Regions from separate parts of the Aedes aegypti genome. Here region 1 is linked to region 2. Evidence: chromatin contacts called from public Hi-C data. All regions are on one chromosome and are shown on one strand. The core of a region is the stretch at or near the end of the contact, and the rest is flanking DNA. Distances in the headings are between cores, read along the strand shown. Region 1 has its middle 46 kb from the start of LOC5575043. Region 2 overlaps LOC5575043 (basement membrane-specific heparan sulfate proteoglycan core protein).

Evidence for each region. Hi-C and Micro-C count contacts between places; a contact is called where the count stands out from the background.
Region 1: a contact with region 2 is called in a Hi-C map of whole pupa, with 7 times the contacts expected there. The contact joins two enhancer-like sites. A contact is called at or near these places in 2 of 2 Hi-C or Micro-C datasets (whole body and whole pupa).

The regions. Positions count from the first base shown.
Region 1 is chr3:192,918,349-192,923,820 of AaegL5.0, forward strand. No RefSeq gene overlaps it. Among protein-coding and RNA genes, the nearest start is that of LOC5575043, 46 kb to the left of the region's middle. Within about 2 kb of position 2,288, at least 3 of the 3 cell types and tissues checked have open chromatin away from gene starts, as enhancers often do.
Region 2 is chr3:192,740,906-192,746,243 of AaegL5.0, forward strand. LOC5575043 (basement membrane-specific heparan sulfate proteoglycan core protein) reads right to left here. Exons shown (of 57, transcript XM_021849439.1): 3 at 3,233-3,896; 4 at 3,005-3,167; 5 at 2,621-2,775. Among protein-coding and RNA genes, the nearest start is that of LOC5575043, 130 kb to the right of the region's middle. Within about 2 kb of position 2,981, at least 3 of the 3 cell types and tissues checked have open chromatin away from gene starts, as enhancers often do.

The DNA of each region.
Region 1 (5,472 bases), core at 1,038-3,537, 180 kb after region 2:
TCGGACTAAGTGCACACATTAGAACCAACTGCACGGTTCTGTTCCGGATTGTACCACTACAACTCTACTGCGGTTGGAAAAACCGCTACGGTGCTCGCATTTTTCGACGAATTGTTGGAGAAAAAGCTTGCCGATCGTCTGAGAGCTTTCGGAATACAAGAGCGTCTCACCAGCAGGCGGACGAGAAACGTATCGTAAGTGGAGGAAACCCACAGAACAAGCTTGTGGATATCGAGCACAAACGCCGGTGCTAACGACAAGATGCTCTTGCACACGGTTCATACGGTTGGTAAATTGATGCTACCGCGTCAGAAGCTGGACAGCGATGAACTCGCCGCTGCCTACGAGCAGATGCGATGCTGCTGAAAAGCCACTACGCGTTGGAAGAGGCCATCCATCCACCGCGGAAAAGCTGAATTCGTCAAAAATCGGTACGCTGAGAAGTTTGCCTCACAATACCCAGAAGCATCTTCGGCGATCACTCACCGACACTACGTAGAAAACTACCTTGATAGCGTTGATACGGAGGAAGTAGCTATCAAGCGAGCTCAGGAGGTAATATTGGTCCACCAAAATCGAGGATTCGAGATCCGGAACTGGATGTCGAATTCACCAGAAGTCTTGAGGAGTCTGGGAGAAGAAAGACCGGCAGCGCCGGTGCATTTCAGCCGTGACAAGCAAATGTCGAATAAGAGAGTCTTGGGAGTCATCTGGAATCCGAACATGGTCCATTTTACCTTTTCAACGATACACAGCCAGGAGTTATTGCCGTACCTCTACAAAGGCAAAAGGCCGACGAAAAGACTTGTCGCAAGCTGCGCGATGGGATTTTTCGATCCACTTGGACTACTGTCACCGTTTAGCATCCACGGCAAAATCATCAAACGGTATCAATGACGATCCTACTGCGATTGGGACCAAGAAATCGATCGCGACTCCTGGCAGCTGTGGAAGCGGTGGACAGTCCTATTACCGGTGGTCGAAGCTATCCGGATTCCCCTCTATTAGGGGTCATGCACAAATTACATCACGCTCGAAGGGGGGGAGGAGGTCAAGCCAAATGTGACAAGCCTTACAAAATTTTCGAAGGACTCATACAAAAAACGTGACAAAGGGGGGGGGGTGGTTTAAAAAGTCGAAATTTAGCGTGACATAATTTGTGTACCATCCCTTACATCGGTGGCGCTAAATATGAAATTGATTCGCTAGAAGTCCACATATTTACCGATGCCAGCAAACATGGGTACGGATGTGTGGCATATTTGCGAGCGCTTACCAAAGGAGCGCGTGGTCCACTGCAGTTTGATGATGTCTCGGGCGAAGGTGGCGCCAATAAAACGACAGTTGATTACCCGACTGGAACTTTTTTCTCTTATAAGCAGGAATTCAATTCACCTGTAAAAATTCTGAAACGCTACGGCAAAAAATGTAGGTAAAATGTTTTTAGCAACATGTTAATAATTGTTTAATTCTTCTTGGAATTACGTCCTCACTGGGAAAAAGCCTGCTTCCCAACTTAGTGTTCAATCAGCACTTTCAAAGTTATTAACTGAGATCATTCTTTGCCAAAGTTGCCATTTTCATATTCGTTTATCGTGTGGCAGATACAATGATACTCTATGCCCAGGAAAGTCAAGGAAATTTCCATTACGAAAAGCTCCTGGACTGACAGGGAATCGAACCCAGACACCTTCAGCATGGCTTTGCTTTGTAGCCGCGGACTCTAACCACTTTTTAAGGTGAAACATCTCGGAATCCAAAGATGGCCGTCACAATGGCCGACTTGTGACCCTACTCGCGTTTTCAAAGGCACAAAACTGGAGAAATAGTAGGCAAACGTTCCTGATCTTCTTATTTTAAGCTTTCTGCTAGTGCACAAAGCCAAAATAAAAAGTGCACTGTTGTTGGAGGCTTCCTTCGCGAGATTTGTGCCTTTGAAGTTTTAGTGCAATATCAGAAGTTGATTCCAAGCTGTTTCACCTTAAATGATACTAATAAAGAATAATATTCACATCTCTAATCATGAATAAGTTACAGGATCATAATCAAATCATTTGACACATTTCTCTATAAACTTATTTACCCCACTGCTACCCAGGTGTGATGATTTGTACGCAAGAGTAGGTGTACCATAAACGACAATCACGATAAATAACATTGAATTTTATCAACACCGGTATTATTTGTTCATGCGCATTACGTATCAAAACCACGTGCTGCATGGAAACGCACGGTATATGGTGAGTGTTTCCATGTTCTCCGGAGCATGAGTGCCATTCTCTGATCAGCAGAGAGCCAACATGTCACGGAATTATTTGAGCGGGAGCAAAACTAATTCCATGCAACTCAGCCATGATATGAACCGATTTCTTTCATACAACTGCAGTTATACACGCTCAATTTGTATGTAGTAAATAGGTTAAAACTGATGGTGTCGACAGTTCATGAAAATACTTTGTCCATCGTAAATTAATTTGAATAATCTAACAAAAAAAAGCGTGATGTCGATATACATTCGTCATATGGGTACAATTCAACAAAGAATAAGTGAGCCGAAGACACCGAGAATATTTGAACACTCAGCTACAATCATACTTGATAAAGGTGTGCACTCTATTGTTACAGTCCGTTTTGAGATAAAACCAACGATTTAGGGCAAGTGTGTCTCAATAGGCAATAGGAGATCCCCTAGTACCTGACATCGAATCCGATAAATTCATAATTTTGAAAATTATTGCTTTCATGAGTCTTGTAATTCAACTCAAATCATTTATGATAACAATTATTATTTTTGTAACGTACACAAATCAATTTGAAATTATGGGAACAGCAATATTATTTCAAATGTAAATCATTCGCAACATTAACATGAGTTTTATTGTATTGCTGCTACGAAGATACTCTATGCCCTGGGAAGCCGAGAAAATTTCCTTAACGAAAGGACCCTAGACCGGACGAATTCGGACACACGACCCTAAGCTTGGTTTTGCTGAAAAGCTACTCGTTTACCACTATGGCTATCTGGGCCGCTATTTCTCTCTTTTTTCTGTAGACATTATTGATGATCATGAAAGTTGAAAATGTTCCAAAGTTGAACCAAATAAGTGCTCTCAAAATTTTATTGTTTTGATCGTTCAATGAACAGTTTTGAATAGTGCATCATGAAGATATATTTTATGTTTAAGCACCTGTACACCCAACCCTCCTCAGAGCCATGCAACTTTGACCATGCGTGTCTCTGTCATTCTTGAAGCAATTTTCAATTTATTTTTTCAACAATGGAGCCGGACACTATTTAAGATTGACGTTCATTTTTGGGTTTTTGGAAATAGATGCTGGTACCCAAAGTTATTTAAAAAAAGTTATTAAAGGCACTTCTTGTTTTTTTTTTGGAAAACGCATTTTTTTTACAAATTCTACAATATTCAAAGCGACAACATGGTTGTTGTTTCGGCATGAATTTACTTATAGAAGTCAAGTACACATTTTTGAGCATAAACTGAAATTTTTGTTTACACACATATTTTTTACCTAAAATATTACGAAAAACCTTATTTTTGTACCCATTTGCCTGTTAATCAAAATTCAGTGCGATAGTTCAATGCATATAGAAATTTATTGTCAAAATCAAGTGAACATATTCTTCTCCTTCTTCTTCTTAGCATTAAGTCCTCACTTGGACCAAACCTGCTTCTCATCTTAGTGTTCTTATGAGCACTTCCACAGTTAATAGCTGAGAGCTTTCTTTGCCAAAGTGGCCATTTTTGCACACGTATATCGTTGGCAGGTACGATGATACTCTATGCCCAGGGGAGTCAAGGAAATTTCCATGACGAAAAGATCCTGGACCGACCGGGAATAAAACCCAGACACTTTCAGCATGGTTTTGTTTTGTGGCTGCGGACTCTAACCACTCGGCTAAGGAAGGCCCCTTATCAAGTGAACATGTTTGAGTTAAAAAAATAATTTCTCATAAACTTAATTTACCCAACAACACAAAAAATGTTTTTCTTTGTTTTTATTTTGTCTTGTTCTCAGAGCTAGATCGTTTGTAAATCAACATTGAAGGATATGACATGCCGAGTTTTTCCAGCATGAATTTACTTTTAAGCAGAAATAGAAATTTTTGATAAGGCACAAAAATTCTATTTCTTAAAATACAACGAAAACCTATTTTCTGGATCCGTTTGCTGGTAAATTGCAATTCAAATCAAGGACATGCTGTTTATTTCAACATAAATTTGATTTTAGAAGTCAAGTGAACATGTTTGGAAGGTTGAATAAATTTTTGACTACACTTAAAATTTTTTCTACCAAAACTACTACCCTATTTTCTGGACCCGTTTTCTGTAACTGAAAACTCAAAGCGATGACATATATTTTTTCAACGTCAAATTGATTCTGACAGTCAAATAAACATGATAGTATAAAATAAATATTCAATTACACTCAAAATTTATTTTTGGTAGATACGGACGTCAAAATTTGTCGCTCGCGTCGTTTTTTTTTCTGCCAATGTTGATAATTGTTTTAGTGAATTTAGACCGATTGTGATTCGGAGTGCGTTTTGATCCTTTGAATTCCTAATGGTGGTAGGTCATTTGGCATAAAGTCGTTTGGCATAAAGCCATTTGACATAAAGTCGTTTGACATAATGGTCATTTGGCATAAAGTCGTTTGGCATAATGGTTGTTTGGTATAATGGTCGTTTGGCATAATAGTCGTTTGGCATAATTAGTCTGAAACCAAGAATTTCTCAATTTTCGTTTTTACGTTTCTATTGAATCTTTCTGATGACACAAAGCTTGTTTTGGAGTCAATTGATACAAAATGGCACTCTATTCAACAATCATTCGCTCTTGAATAAATTTAAGCATATTAGGAAAGTTATTGCCAAAAGTATGTTATTATTTATCCAGAAATTACCCTTCTTTCATATATTAATTCTTCTTTTGAGTTTCGCTATTGGAACAAATTTTTGCTCTGAAGATTTTTATAAATTTAGCACAAATTTACCCTTTTATTAATTGTTCTATTTGTTTTCCCAAAATATGATGTAACCATTATTATAGGTATGAAAACTGTTGATTTTAAATTTCTATAAATTTTTCCTTCTTTTATGCATAGGCTGTTCTTTGGAGCTATATTTTTTTTAAGTATTTTTGTATACAACTGACAAAAGGGCGGCAATCGATAACATTGATCTGCTCAAATTATCAGTGAAAAGAGAAATCGATTACTGCAGTTACTTTGATGGGTTGTGCTACTTTTCCCCGAATGTCGTGTCCCCGAATGCCATTTCCCGAATATCCCGTTTCCTCGACCAGCCCTCCCCCGGAAAATTTTTAGCACCCATAATTGTTGTAACTATATACATTTCAGCGGGGTGAACGAACTGACCATCTAATATGCACCCTTCTTTATTTAATTGGCGGTTCCTTCGAGTTTTACCGTTTCAGCATTTTTGCCAAC
Region 2 (5,338 bases), core at 1,731-4,230:
AAAACGGTATATCCTGTACATTTGATACAATGATACAAACAATAGCAGTTGAAATGAAATACAGTAAACCTTCAACACATTGGCTATAATTTTGCTGAACAAAATTGTGTCAAAATATTTACCCTCGTTTAGCTATAACAATTTCAAAATTGATTGTCTTTAATAATTTGTTGCTCGCAGGTGGGGCAAAAGTTCACTGAAAAAAAAACACAAAATATTGATACCTTCATGACAGGCATACTATAAACCATTACTCACTAAATTTTCATCAAAAAATTGCCTAAACTGAGTTTATTATAATACTAGTCTGCCCATACTCGCATAACAGTCCCATTTATATAGGAAAACCCATAGAAAATGGGACTGTTATGCGAGTATGGGCAGTAGTGGTCCCGGCAAACTTCGTCTTGCTATCAAGTAGGCTGTTGAAAAACGCCATGAAACGTCCCATACAAATTAATAGTTCCGTTCACTTTCGTTATTTCGACTTTCTCGGCAAATTTTCTGAACTTTTCATACACACAAACACGTCGCAACACTTCACGAACACTTTAGTGAAAGAATTGTCAAAATCTGGTGGCTCGTTCGCAAGCCATTTCGTGACATACAAACACCACTCTATTTTTATTTATATAGATACCCAAAAATAGCCGTTTTTCGCAAAACTAAGTGAAAATGTAAAATTTTGATGACATTTTTCACACGATCAGGTCAATTTCACTAAATATGAAGATAAAATGTGGATTTTGAGCAATTTGCCAATTTTTTAAGTAAGTTCATATATGGGTTGAATTTTTGCCTCACTGATTCGAACTATTACCCCACTATGAACCAGAAATGGTTTCTAAACATTTTGGGATTTTTTTTTTATTATCGGACAATTTGGGCCGGAGGTTCTCCGATTTGCATGAAATTTTCACCAGAGGTAGAGCTCGTGGATACATAACCAAAAGTGAAATTCAAAAAAAATGTAGTGGCCTATTTTCCCGGAAAACTCTAGATGAATTTTCACGATTTCTCTATATACCTCAAACTTTGAAAATTCATATCTCCTGAACTATGCATCGTAGAACAAAAGTTTTTTAGTCAAATCGAAAAGAAATTTTCTCAGTGATCTATTAAAAATATAAAAACAAAAACATTTCTCTGAAAATTTTTCACCATGGAGAAAATTGTCGGAAAAATAGCGAAAAAAGTATCGTCTGTATGATGAAAAAATTTCAAAAAAATATATTTTGTTTCATCAATCCATACTATAACTTTCGTCCATAGACGCCAAAGTGGTATCTTTTACCGTTTAGGCGACAGAACTGAAAAACCAATGACCACCCGCACGCTTCCCATAGAAAAATGTGTTCTATTGTGGGCCTCATAACCGTGCGCTAGCGGCGGCGGTAATTTACACGCATTGTAAGTGTAACGCAGAAAACCATCCTTTCCTTTCCAGTCAGAAGAAGCTTTTCGTCAATCGGAGCACTCTTCTTTGGTCTGTTGGGTGTTTTGTGTGCCTTTCATCTGCAACGTTATTTAGTATTAAGCTAACAGCCTCTATGAAAGCCGCACGGGAAGTTCTTGTTACAGTCAATCATTATGGTAACGTTTGAAGGATCAAATCTCAAGATCCACTTTCTTCGAAAACTTATGAATATATTGTTAATATGTTGTTTCGGCCAGGACGTCTTTCCTACGTTGTGTCTTTTACGATAAAACGGACGGCAAATCAAGCGAACGGCTTCACTTTAACAAATTTATTACCACTGAGAGGCAGCATGCCTACTCGGTGGAGAAACGTAAGAAACTACATTCTTACAAATTCAATGTGTGCGCCTTATATAGGCGCACGATACGGCCAGACAAAACATACAATAATTATTCATTACGTGCGTACGCTTCTTAAGGTGAAGATGAATCGAAGCCAAACCACAAATTTTCAAGAGCACAAATCTAGTTAACCGAACACCCGTTTGAGCTGAAAATTTAATCGATTGGTCACCACCACACACCACCACACAATTAGACTATTCGAATAATTAATTAAACGCACTAAACCGTTAGAAAGACGTCAGAACTAATTGAACGTTGTAAATTTTCATGGAACGCTTTGTAAAATGTTAATAAAAATCATCTTTCAGATAGGGAATTTTTGTACGGCACATTTTGAAACATTTCGAGTGAAATCTTTCCCATATAAAGTAGAATGTCCGCGATTCGAATCAAAACGGTACCCCACGGCATGTCAGTGATAAATAATACCTCTGTTCTCAATGCTTTTATTTTCATTGGGTTTATAAGTAATTCTTGATTTTATCGTCTATAATTTTTTTCTGTGTATTTTTTGTTACAAAAATATATTCAGGGATTCTTTAAAAAACTGAGTAAATTTCCCAGATTCCCCAGAGAATTCTCCTAGAATACCACCGATAATCCCACCACAATTCCATAGAAAATCCCTCAAGGATAGTTGGTCGATGTTCAGACAGACTGGGCCAAGTGATTTTTTAATGGTATCAGAAAAACGTACCCCATTTTTATACGCATACGCGTACACGCAAGTTCAATCTGCAAGTTGTTCCTGAAAAGATATGCACCAAATACCAAGCTAAACTTTTTAACGAATTACCTTCCGCGGTGAGACTGTATCCCTTCATGTCGAAGTTCTCGTAACCGTGCTCGATGGCCAAACGCAGGTGATTATCAATGGAGTTCCTCGACAGGCTCTTGTCCACGTTGATTTCAAACGTGACGAAAGTTTCGCGCGTATCGTCTGAGTTTCGCCTGTAAACAGAGAGTGAGTGGTGAGCGTGGAGAAACATGGTTTGTGTTTTATCTCTGCAGAGCGTAACGCGACGCGCAGAGACAGAGAGCGGAGCATTCCGGGAGAAAGAGTTCAATTGAATGCAAGATTGTATGCAATTACACGCTAAGAAATGCTTGGCTTTGGCTTTGAGATACACTCGTGGGAGCCTTCTCAGGAGAGAACAAATAAGGAGATACAACAACTTACTCTAGTTCTTGCACCGTGATGATAAAGTCCGCACTCAAGTCCAAGTCGCTCAGCAGAGCATGTAATTTTTCCGCCACAGTCTTAGCGACCTGTTTGAATTGGTTGCTCTCCTTGTTTTCGAACTCTGGATCGTAGGGCTCGAATACCGTCAATGTCAGCTTATCTGAAAACAGAAACAAACATCAATCATCGTGTATCGATTCTATCCATCGAACGTCGGAAACTCACAAGCATTCTCGAACCCACGATCCGGCAATCCACCCGAGCCAGACATTCTGTCCTCATCGTCGTACGCAGATTCGTCGAACTGTCGCTTCAGTCGAAGCGCGTCGGCGTTTTGCTTTCGTTTGTTCTTTTCGGTGCGTGTCGATTTTTTCAAATTTTCACCTTTCCGTTTCTCACTCAATTGGCTCTTCTTGGCGCTCTTCTTGCCAGCGTTTAAATCTCCTTCGATTCTTGCCTTTTTACTACCGTTAAGTGGTTTCTTCGGATTCTTTTTCTTCTTTTTGTTGTTGTTTTTGGCGGGTTTCACGGTCTTGTCAGGCCCACTTAATAGATTATCTATGCTACGCTTAATTCTGTGAACACTTCGCACCAGCCAATTCGGACTTTCAGCTTCTGGTTCTGCGGCCTCTGCCAGGGCGTCAGCTTCTCCGAAGTCGTCTTCGTCGTCGTTTTCGTCCTCGTCCGCGTCGTCGTCGGCCAACGCAACATTGTTGTTATCGAAGCCACTCAAATCGAAGAGGCTTTCCTCCTCGACGTTGTGGCGGTCGGCACTTCGTTTACTCACCGACGAGGACTGCGATTGAGGCCGCTGTTCACCACCGATGACGACCTTGCTCGCAATTGGCGACGAGATATCGTCGAACACCAAATCCACATCGTGGGGGTGCTGTTGGGAGAGAGAAAAAAGAAAACGAATTATAGAACATGTTCAAATAAATCCGTAAAAAGTTCATTTTCAAAGCTTTTTCTTCAATTTCCAAGTATTGAATTTTAGTTAAAATTGATTATCATTGATACCTCGATGGTCCTAATAGATGTGCAAAGCTTCGATTTCTTGTTCTTTATCTAGATTAACATGTATCTCGCAATTTGAAGTTCTTTTCAATATCGGCACTTTAATGACCAACAGTAATTGAAAATTTTGAAGAGGGTTTCTGGAAGTTTTGATATTTAGAAAATCCATTTTGTTCCTATCTAAATGACACTTAAAATTAAATGATCAATTTTTTACTGATAATTTTTCAATGATAGCTTGATCTAATTCAAGGTACACTCGCGGTGCTGAAAACCATATGGTTACTAGATAGAAGAATGTGCAAATGCACGTGATTTAGGTTACCATATTGGGTCAAAACGTGGTTAATCCTGCAACGCCCGAAAGTGAACTGTTATACTGCCATTATACGCATAATTGTCTCATGTACAATCGAAAAAACGAGTTTAATCAGAGACGCTGGGTAGGACAAACGTTGGCAAGTATTTGTGATGCACGCTATGTCTAAACCAGCAGATTATGAAGATCGAATGCACCTCGGATTTTTCCCGCTAGATATCAGTATTTGGTCTATTATTTTATAATCGGAAGGTTTCAAAATATTCTATCGATTTTTCCTATCGGTTTCTAAATTTTTCCCATACAATTTATATGGGCTGACATGTGTAAGAAAACGTGATTTTCATTGGCTGTATATGGAAAAGTAGCTAAAAAGTGAAAAAAATCAAAATTTCACCGATGGAATATTTTAAAATCTGCTGATCATGAATATATAACCCAATTACTGAACTCTAGCGGAAACAAAAATCGGGGTACAATCGATTTTCATAATCTGTTGGTTTAGATATAGCGTGTGATGCTAAGGAAATTTCCAATCTTATGGAAGGCTAGAAATTGAAAGTGACTATATTTGAAGGGCCAAACGCAAAAGGGTGCAAGTGACCGGTTTTCAAATGAGATTATCAATATATTCCACTGTTTGTCCTTTTCATAACAATATTTTCAGGTGACTTTTTTCGCTCAACAGAAAACATAGCAAAATTTTTAGAATACAGGCTTGTTTTTTCTTGACTTGCCTACAATTTGTATAGAAAGAAAAATGCTGAAATGCAACGTAGATTTCTTTAAATATAGGTTTTTGTCACTGGGGTGTGCTTCTAACCTCTTCATTCTCATGCCAGTCGTTACAAAACTAAGAAAGCTTTTCGTCTTTAGGATCATTCATTGGATCAAATTTTATGACATGTCTTTTATATTTATGTCCTGTTTAAATTAGTTTCATTAAAAAAAAAAAATAATAAAAATAGACCAACCTGCGTGCCTTTACAACCAGC